Regions from separate parts of the Zea mays genome. Here region 2 is linked to region 1. A link is a contact called in public Hi-C data. All regions are on one chromosome and are shown on one strand. The core of a region is the stretch at or near the end of the contact, and the rest is flanking DNA. Distances in the headings are between cores, read along the strand shown. Region 1 holds the start of LOC100191541. Region 2 holds the start of LOC100279269 (putative RING zinc finger domain superfamily protein).

Region 1 (3,729 bases), core at 651-3,150:
AAAGTAGAAACAACACATTATCAAAAAAATTGCTACACTCAGTACATAACGTTTCAAAATAATCAAAATGCAAATTCATCTGACATCTAAATTGCACCTAATGTAAATGTGCCTCAGTTACATGTGGTACCAAAAAGAAGGAAGCAAGCTCCAAGGTAGTATTTGCACTTCAAATCTTTCAAAAAAAATATTAGCACTTTAGTTGGTATATAAAACATGGAAAATCTAACTCAACTTGAGTAGAATACTCAAAAGAAGCTAATAAATATGCAAAACCACTGGCGGCACATCAAGTAGATCAGTAAGGAAAAAGATAATAAGCATAAAATAATATTATGTAAGTATTGTAGACCAGGCACAAACAAAAGAGTCAGACCCAGTGTTTAAAGCTCCCACATAAGTGAGGTATAAGGAAGGGATAAGCCGAGGCAAGACTTCCCTTCACAAATGTGGAAAGAGTCCTTCAAACCCGCAACCTAGTGACTCAGTGAGACAACTCTCAACACTAAACCAAACTTGCCCTTCAGACCAGGCACAGACAGGTATATTAAAAAAACTCGACCAGTGGTGATAAGACAACCCCGAGCATTGCATTAAGAAGAGGACATTCTTACACAGACCGAGAAAACCATAAAACCCCCTATCTATATACAACAACATCGTAGCCTAGCCAATATGAATTAGACCCGTGATTTGGTGTGAGATAGACAACGTCAGCCTCAAATTCAAACATCGATGACATTCAAAATATAGACATTCAATCTACTAATCTAGAAAATTCCCAACTGTGGGATTGCATCTATATTTTTCACAAAACATAAAATTCCCATATTTGGAAGGATGAACAGTAGAAAATCCTTAATTTCTTTGCAGAAACTTGCAGGACCCACAATGTATATAACCACTTTAAACAGTCTGAACTTTACATGAATTTGCAGTTCCACACTTGGGATTCAGTTGCTGAAATCAAAGTTAAGACAAAATCTCCTGGTTTGGAAAAATACTAGCAGAAACTATACCTTCCTTCTGATTATCTCAATTCTCAACCTGAACATCATATATGATCCAAAATGGCCAAGCAAGCATATTCATGTACTTATCCTTTTTTTTTAAACGGCCTGAGGCAGAACCATTTGGTCAGACAGGTGATAAATATCTCATAATATTGGACGAAACATGCATTCATGCATCCTCCAGCATCAACCCTAATAAAATATGCCAAGGATAAGAATAATTGGAACAAATAAAGGTAGCCGACCGCAAGGCCTCCTCCAGTCATCATATCTCATCCTATCCTTCTCTTTGGCAATCAATCGTGCCGCAGGAGAAACCACATATACAAGGATCTTATACAGGCAAAGAGTTGACCCGAAATTGCGGCCAACCAATTCGATCGACTTCCTAGGAGTCGGTAGAGCAGCAATGCAGAACAGAGGGTGCGGATCTACGGACCGTTGAGCATAATGATGGAGTCGTCGGGGAAGTTGAAGCGCGTCATGAGGAGGTGGCGCATGCACTTGACGTCGTTGATGCAGCCCTTCAGCTCATACCGCGAGTGCCGATACGATATCCCGCACACCACGGCTCGCTTTCGCCCGTGCACCGGCGGCGGCGGTGGACCCCACCCCGGCGGCGGCTGTACGGCACCGCGGTTGGGCTCGACAGGAGGGGCGGGGGCGACGTGCGTGATAGCCCCACAGATGGCGCATCGGATACAGGGAGCCCCGTGCGGCAGCTGCAGCGGGGTACGGCACCTCGAGCAGTCGATCAGCATCATCATCCTGCCCGCCGATCTCGGAGCCGCGTTGCCCACTCGCCCGTGTCTGTCGGCGCCGGAGACGCGACGAGCTGAGACAGATCACTGGCGAAGTGGACTGGCTGGTGCGGTCGTTTGGCGTTGGTGGATTCGGCTTGCGCCGTTGCGCGTGGCTGACCTCGTCTAGTTGGAGTTAATTGACTTTGTAACATTGTCGTCGAGCGACTTCGCCGGTCTACTACTCCGCTACACCTCGCTACTTTGGTATTATGAAGCACACATCAACATCAAATTGGGACGGTTAATCTCCCGCCCTCTGTAACCTTCCATGAGCTATGATAAAAGTCAATTTTGTCCCTGCTTTAACCACGGAGCCGGGTGAAAACCTAACTCCTCTTTCCATTCCACAGCGCCGCCAATCTTTCTGTCAATCTTTCTGTGCTAGTTCCTCCGATGGCGACTCCGACGAGAGGGAAGAAACGGCTGGTCGTCGACGTCGATGTCGAGGTCGACAGTGAGGCCGAAGTGGTTGCCGCCTTCAGTCGATTGTCTGTGTCAATCATCGCCAAGCCTACAGGCGACGGTAGCGGCAAGGAGCACTCCATCGGCAAGGATGTCACCTGCGCGGCCACATCAGGTACGTGCTACACCCAACAAACTCACCAGCAACATCCCTAATCCTACAACAGCTAGATGCAATTTACTTCCCAACGGCAGACCCATTCTGTCTTCAAGCAGTGCTCGGCACCTCGTTCAGTGTCGGTAAGGTTTCCCTTCCACCTAATTTAGGGTTGTGGTTTGTAAACTTTTGCAGTACTATGTTCAATTCCAACAACATTGTTTGTGGTTTCGCAAATAACCTGATTTGAAACGGTTCGTAGTGACCTCGCCCAAGCCATTGCAAAGATGCATGTAGTTGGGAGGAGTTGAAAGATTTGGCTGGAGACGAGATTATGGATTCGCCAGATACGGCCAAAGAGGTGTCAGTGAACTTCGCAATGTGGCGCGTGTATGAGCTTGCTCAGTCACTTGAGGAGGAAGCACAACGTTTAGAAGATCTCGAAGCTGGTCCGTCGCCACCATTATCTGAGTATTTCAATAACCAATTTGCTGAAGATCAAGATATGGGTGGTGGGGAATGGGCACTGGATGATGTCAATTATGAAGAGATTCGGGGTCGTCAGAGGAAGTAGAGTAGTATGGGTGGTGTGGAATGGGCACTGGATGTGTTATCTGTGTAAGAGTTAGCTTGTGTAAGGTTATCTGAGTATTTCAATAACCTTATTATGTAACTGAACTTGGTAGTGAACTACTGTGAACTTGGGTATGTATGACTGAAGTTTATGAACCTGGTAGTGAACTTGTTCCATGCATCATAAGAGTTAGCTTCTTTCTGAAGTTGTGTATGTCCACCTGTCGACCTGGGTTTCTGTTTTCGGTTTCTGTTTTCAGTCACATGAACATAAAGCTTCTTTCTGAAGTTGTGTATGTCCACCTGTGAACCTGGGTTTCTGTTTTCAGTTTCTATTTTCGATTCTGTTTTCAGTCACATGAACATAAACTGAAAAGAGAGCTACAAACTGAACATGGAAGAGGGACTAATTGAAAACAGAAACTCTTCATAAACATAAACTGAATGTGCCATAGTTTGACCACAGAAACTCTTCATCGAATAGACATAGTTTGACCACAGACATACACATAGTTTCACACATACACATAGTTTCACACATACAAATACACATAGTCTCATGGAATATAGATTTAGCTAGTCTCACACATCCAGTTACTTTCAAACATGTTTCTTCTTCGTCGTCAACTTCTTTCCTACTACTCTCTTTTTGTGCCTTTGTGGGGTTAAGTGCTCAACATGACCAACTGAAGTTGTGGCGCCCAACAAAAGCCTTGGTGGGGTTAAGTGCCCAACATGAACTCCCTGGAACTCCTACTGCACAACATCAACTCCCTGGCAC
Region 2 (3,729 bases), core at 664-3,163, 370 kb before region 1:
GGACTCTCTGGAGTGATCAATTGCCAAGCCATTTTCAATTTTCCAAGACCGAATCTTGCTGTACTAAAAGAACGTTTCTCTCTCTCTCCCTCGAATTGTACTAGCTGGTGCATCGGCATGACATCGACCGGAGCAGACGGTGCTACAACTTCAGAACGACTCTACATGTGTTTTATTCGACGTGTCTTCGTTTTCAGTCGCTTTTGTGAGTTGAGTTACTAATAGTTACGATAAAGTAGACATGTTCAGCTTGTTCGCTGCGGCTTGCTGCGGCTGCAATCCGGCTGCGGCTGCGGCTTCTACAGTATTTTTCTCTCTATGGATTGCAGCTGCAGCAGTCCAAACAGCTGCAACAGTGTCGGCTTGTAGCCAGCCGAACACGCCCGTTGTTTTCCAATCTTTTTACTCGGGGTATTCCCAACGGGGCCTTGGATATTTCACCCACCCATCCATATCCATCCGTAGAGATATACTGCAAAGGTTGTTCGCTGCGGGTTACTGTGATTTTAATCCTGTTATATCTGTGGTTTTTACAGTATTTTGTTTATAACTACTTCATTTATTTCTTTTTATAAGTCGTTTCTAACAATCAATCTATAAATAGCGACGACATCTAAAACGAAACAGAGGGAGTATATCATTTCAAAATGTGCTGTAGTGCCAGTGTGCCACCGAACGATTTGCTTACCGAGTAACATATCACTCCAACAGCCTTGTGACATGATGAAATATGTCACTGGCATGGCACCAACCGCGCCCCCACCGTGTTCTGCTTTTAACATTTTTTTTGCCAACATTTTGTGCTCACCGCTACGAGGCAGTATATCCTTAGAATAAAATAAAAGAAAAGAAGTGGCCAGACAATATATTGCAGTTTCATCTGTCCTCGATGGCGAATATTGTTTTTAGCTCAACTTAACGGGTGTTTTGTTTTTATGCACTAATTATTAGTCTTTCAATTTTATTTTATTTTAATCTCTAAATTGCTAAATACAAAAAACTAAAGTAGAGTTTTAGTTTCCGTATTTAGTAATTTAGACACTAAAATGAAATGAAATGAAATGAAATAGAGAAACTAAAAATTAGTCTCTAGAAACCTAATACTCTTAGACTTTCGGTGTCATCTGTATCTCTTTTTACATCCTAATTTTAGAGTATCCTTTAAAATATTCCCTTTTCTATATGTTATTTATCTCTAGTAACGTCCTCCATATCTTATCATGTATATTAGAGATAAATTTTGCTTTAGATTTTTACCTACCGCACCCTTAAATATTTAATACATATTTTAGTTTTGCTTAATTTATTATTTAAAGTATTAAAAAGAATAAAAAAGAGAAGGGATAAAATCTGTATATATGAATGAACCTATGTTTATAGGACGTTGTTGGAAGAGAGAGCTGAGAAAATCTACTCTATATTTAGAGAAGAGAAGCGTTTACATGCTCCGGCCAGCCTTAAAAGTACATAAATTATCATAGAAATATATATAAGGAAAAAATTGTGATTTCTAACCTCATGCTAGTTTCCTTCAACCATAGGAACTGGAAGAAATAATTTAATTCTCTATATAAAATGAAGATATAACAATTTTTATAGGTTTAGAATTCTCTAAGACCGATTTGTTTCTTTTAGAGCTAGTTTGAGAGCTCAATTTTCTCAAGAGATTCTTATTTTTTCAAAGAAAAATGAACTAATTTCTTTAGGAAAATGAAAATCCCTTGAGATAATGTGGTTTCCAAACTAGTCCTTATTTTTTAAAAAGGTCTAAATGTACATAGTTCCAATCGTGTGTATCAGTATATGGTAGTAAATCACAAATTGCCAGACAGTTCACGCTAGCCATCGCTAACGTTAAGCATCTCCTTTGATAAATATGAAAGGAAAACGGAAAGGCACCAGCGCATCAGCACCAACCCTCTCTCCTCATGAAATCGAGCCAGCACCAGCCACGCCAACAGCCTGCCACCCGTGTCATCCCTGCATGCGCGAAGCAGGTGAGACTGGACAGGAGCAGCCAGCCCCATGACGCCCTCTTAAGACGAGGACGAGGAGGAGGCGGTGGACCAGTTCGTTCGCGTTGCCCGCGACTCTCTCCGTCCTCCTACTGCCCACCCGACTCACACGCTTGGCACGCGCGTGCTTCCACCCGTCCGTCGCCTCTCTCTCGGCTGCCTGATTGATTTGGTTGCCCCGGTTCCAGCAATGGCGGTCCAGGCGCATTATCACCACCACTACCACCGCGAGTCCCCTTTCCTCGTCAGGTACCTGCCGTGGCCGCTGTGCATCTTCTAATCGTTTCTTCCGCGTCGATCGTCGGTCTGCTGGATCGTATTCGGATGGGTGATTTGAGCGTCTGGGTTGTCAGCGGCGCGCCGGAGGGCAGCCGGTTGGCGGCGGCGATGGAGCTGCATCATCAGGCGCAGAAGGAGGCTATGGCGCCGCAGCAGGCTCAGGCTCCGCCCCTCTTCTTGGACTTCTCGCATGGAGGTAAGCAGATCAAACAAAGCGCACTCCTTGGCTCCGCGGCGGATTTCGTCTTCTTGGGCAGCAGCACCGCACCCTTCTGTTCCGATTTCGGATCGTGAAAAGGTCGCCGGGGACTTAATTGTCGGGTTGCTGTGTGCACATAGATTACGGCGGCGGGAGGAAGCGGCAGCGCGAGGCGGAGCCCATGTCGTCGCAGTTCTTCTCTCTGCAGCAGCAACCGCAGGCGCAGGGGCCCAAGGTGATCAACCTGGCGCAACTTCAGAAGCGGACGGCGATGGGCCTCCGGCTCGACTTCGACGAGGGCTCGGAGCACGTGTCGTGCACGTCCCCGGCCTCGGCCTCGGCCTCATGTCTCCTCTCTAAAGAGCTCGCCGCGCAGCGCGATCAGCACAGGAACGAGATGGACCGGCTGATCCAGGAACATGTAAGAACCGTGCGTCGTTTGTCGCCGTCGGTATCCACCAGAGACCGTCCTATGTCGCTGATGTGCTCCTTGTGCCTTGCAGGCGGACAGGCTCCGGCGCGCGCTGGCCGACACTCGGCGGCGGCACTACCGTTCGCTGGTCGGCGCGGCGGAGGCGGCGGCTGCTCAACGGGTAAGGGAGAAGGAGGCGGAGGCGTCGGAGGCCGCGCGGCGCCGCGCGGACCTGGAGGACCGGGTGGCGCGGCTGAGGGCGGAGGCGGCGGCGTGGCAGGCCAAGGACGCAGCGGATCAGTCCACAGCCGCGGCGCTCCACGCGCAGCTGCAGAAGGCGGCGGCGGCGCAGGCGAGGGGCAAGGCCGAGGAGGAGGACAACGTGGGCGCCGCGGCGGACGACGCCGGGTCCTGCTTCGTCGACCCGGACAGGGTCGTGGAGGTCGCCCCGCCGCGCCCGCTGGCCAGGCCGTGCCGGACGTGCGGGCAGCGTTCGGCCTCCGTCGTGCTGCTCCCGTGCCGCCACCTCTGCGTCTGCGCCGAGTGCGAGCCCGCCGTCCCCGCTGCCGGCGCCGTCGCGGCTGCCTGCCCCATGTGCCGTGGCGCGGTGACCGGCACCGTGCAAGTGTTCTTCTCCTAGCAAGCTTTAGGAAAGGGGAAAATGCTAAAAGAAAAAGCAAGACAAAATCGTTGCTCCTGCCAAAAGGAATGATCCGTGAAAATGGGGAATTGTTCATGATAGTCCGTTCTCTGCTTCTTTTTTTTTTCTCTCCCTCTCTCAGTTGTTTATTATAATCCTTCTATTAGTATATAAGTCGATCTCT

The links. Hi-C and Micro-C count contacts between places; a contact is called where the count stands out from the background.
Region 2: a Hi-C map of tassel shows a contact between it and region 1, with 4 times the contacts expected there. The contact joins the promoter of LOC100279269 here to the promoter of LOC100191541 in region 1. A contact is called at or near these places in 5 of 25 Hi-C or Micro-C datasets (bundle sheath, ear, leaf and 1 more).

The regions. Positions count from the first base shown.
Region 1 is chr1:96,454,684-96,458,412 of Zm-B73-REFERENCE-NAM-5.0, reverse strand. LOC100191541 reads right to left here and starts at 1,900. Exons shown (of 5, transcript NM_001365495.1): 1 at 1,453-1,900. The coding sequence starts at 1,780.
Region 2 is chr1:96,829,131-96,832,859 of Zm-B73-REFERENCE-NAM-5.0, reverse strand. LOC100279269 (putative RING zinc finger domain superfamily protein) reads left to right here and starts at 1,913. Exons shown (of 4, transcript NM_001152290.2): 1 at 1,913-2,264; 2 at 2,369-2,490; 3 at 2,634-2,914; 4 at 2,997-3,729. The coding sequence starts at 2,206. The coding sequence ends at 3,545.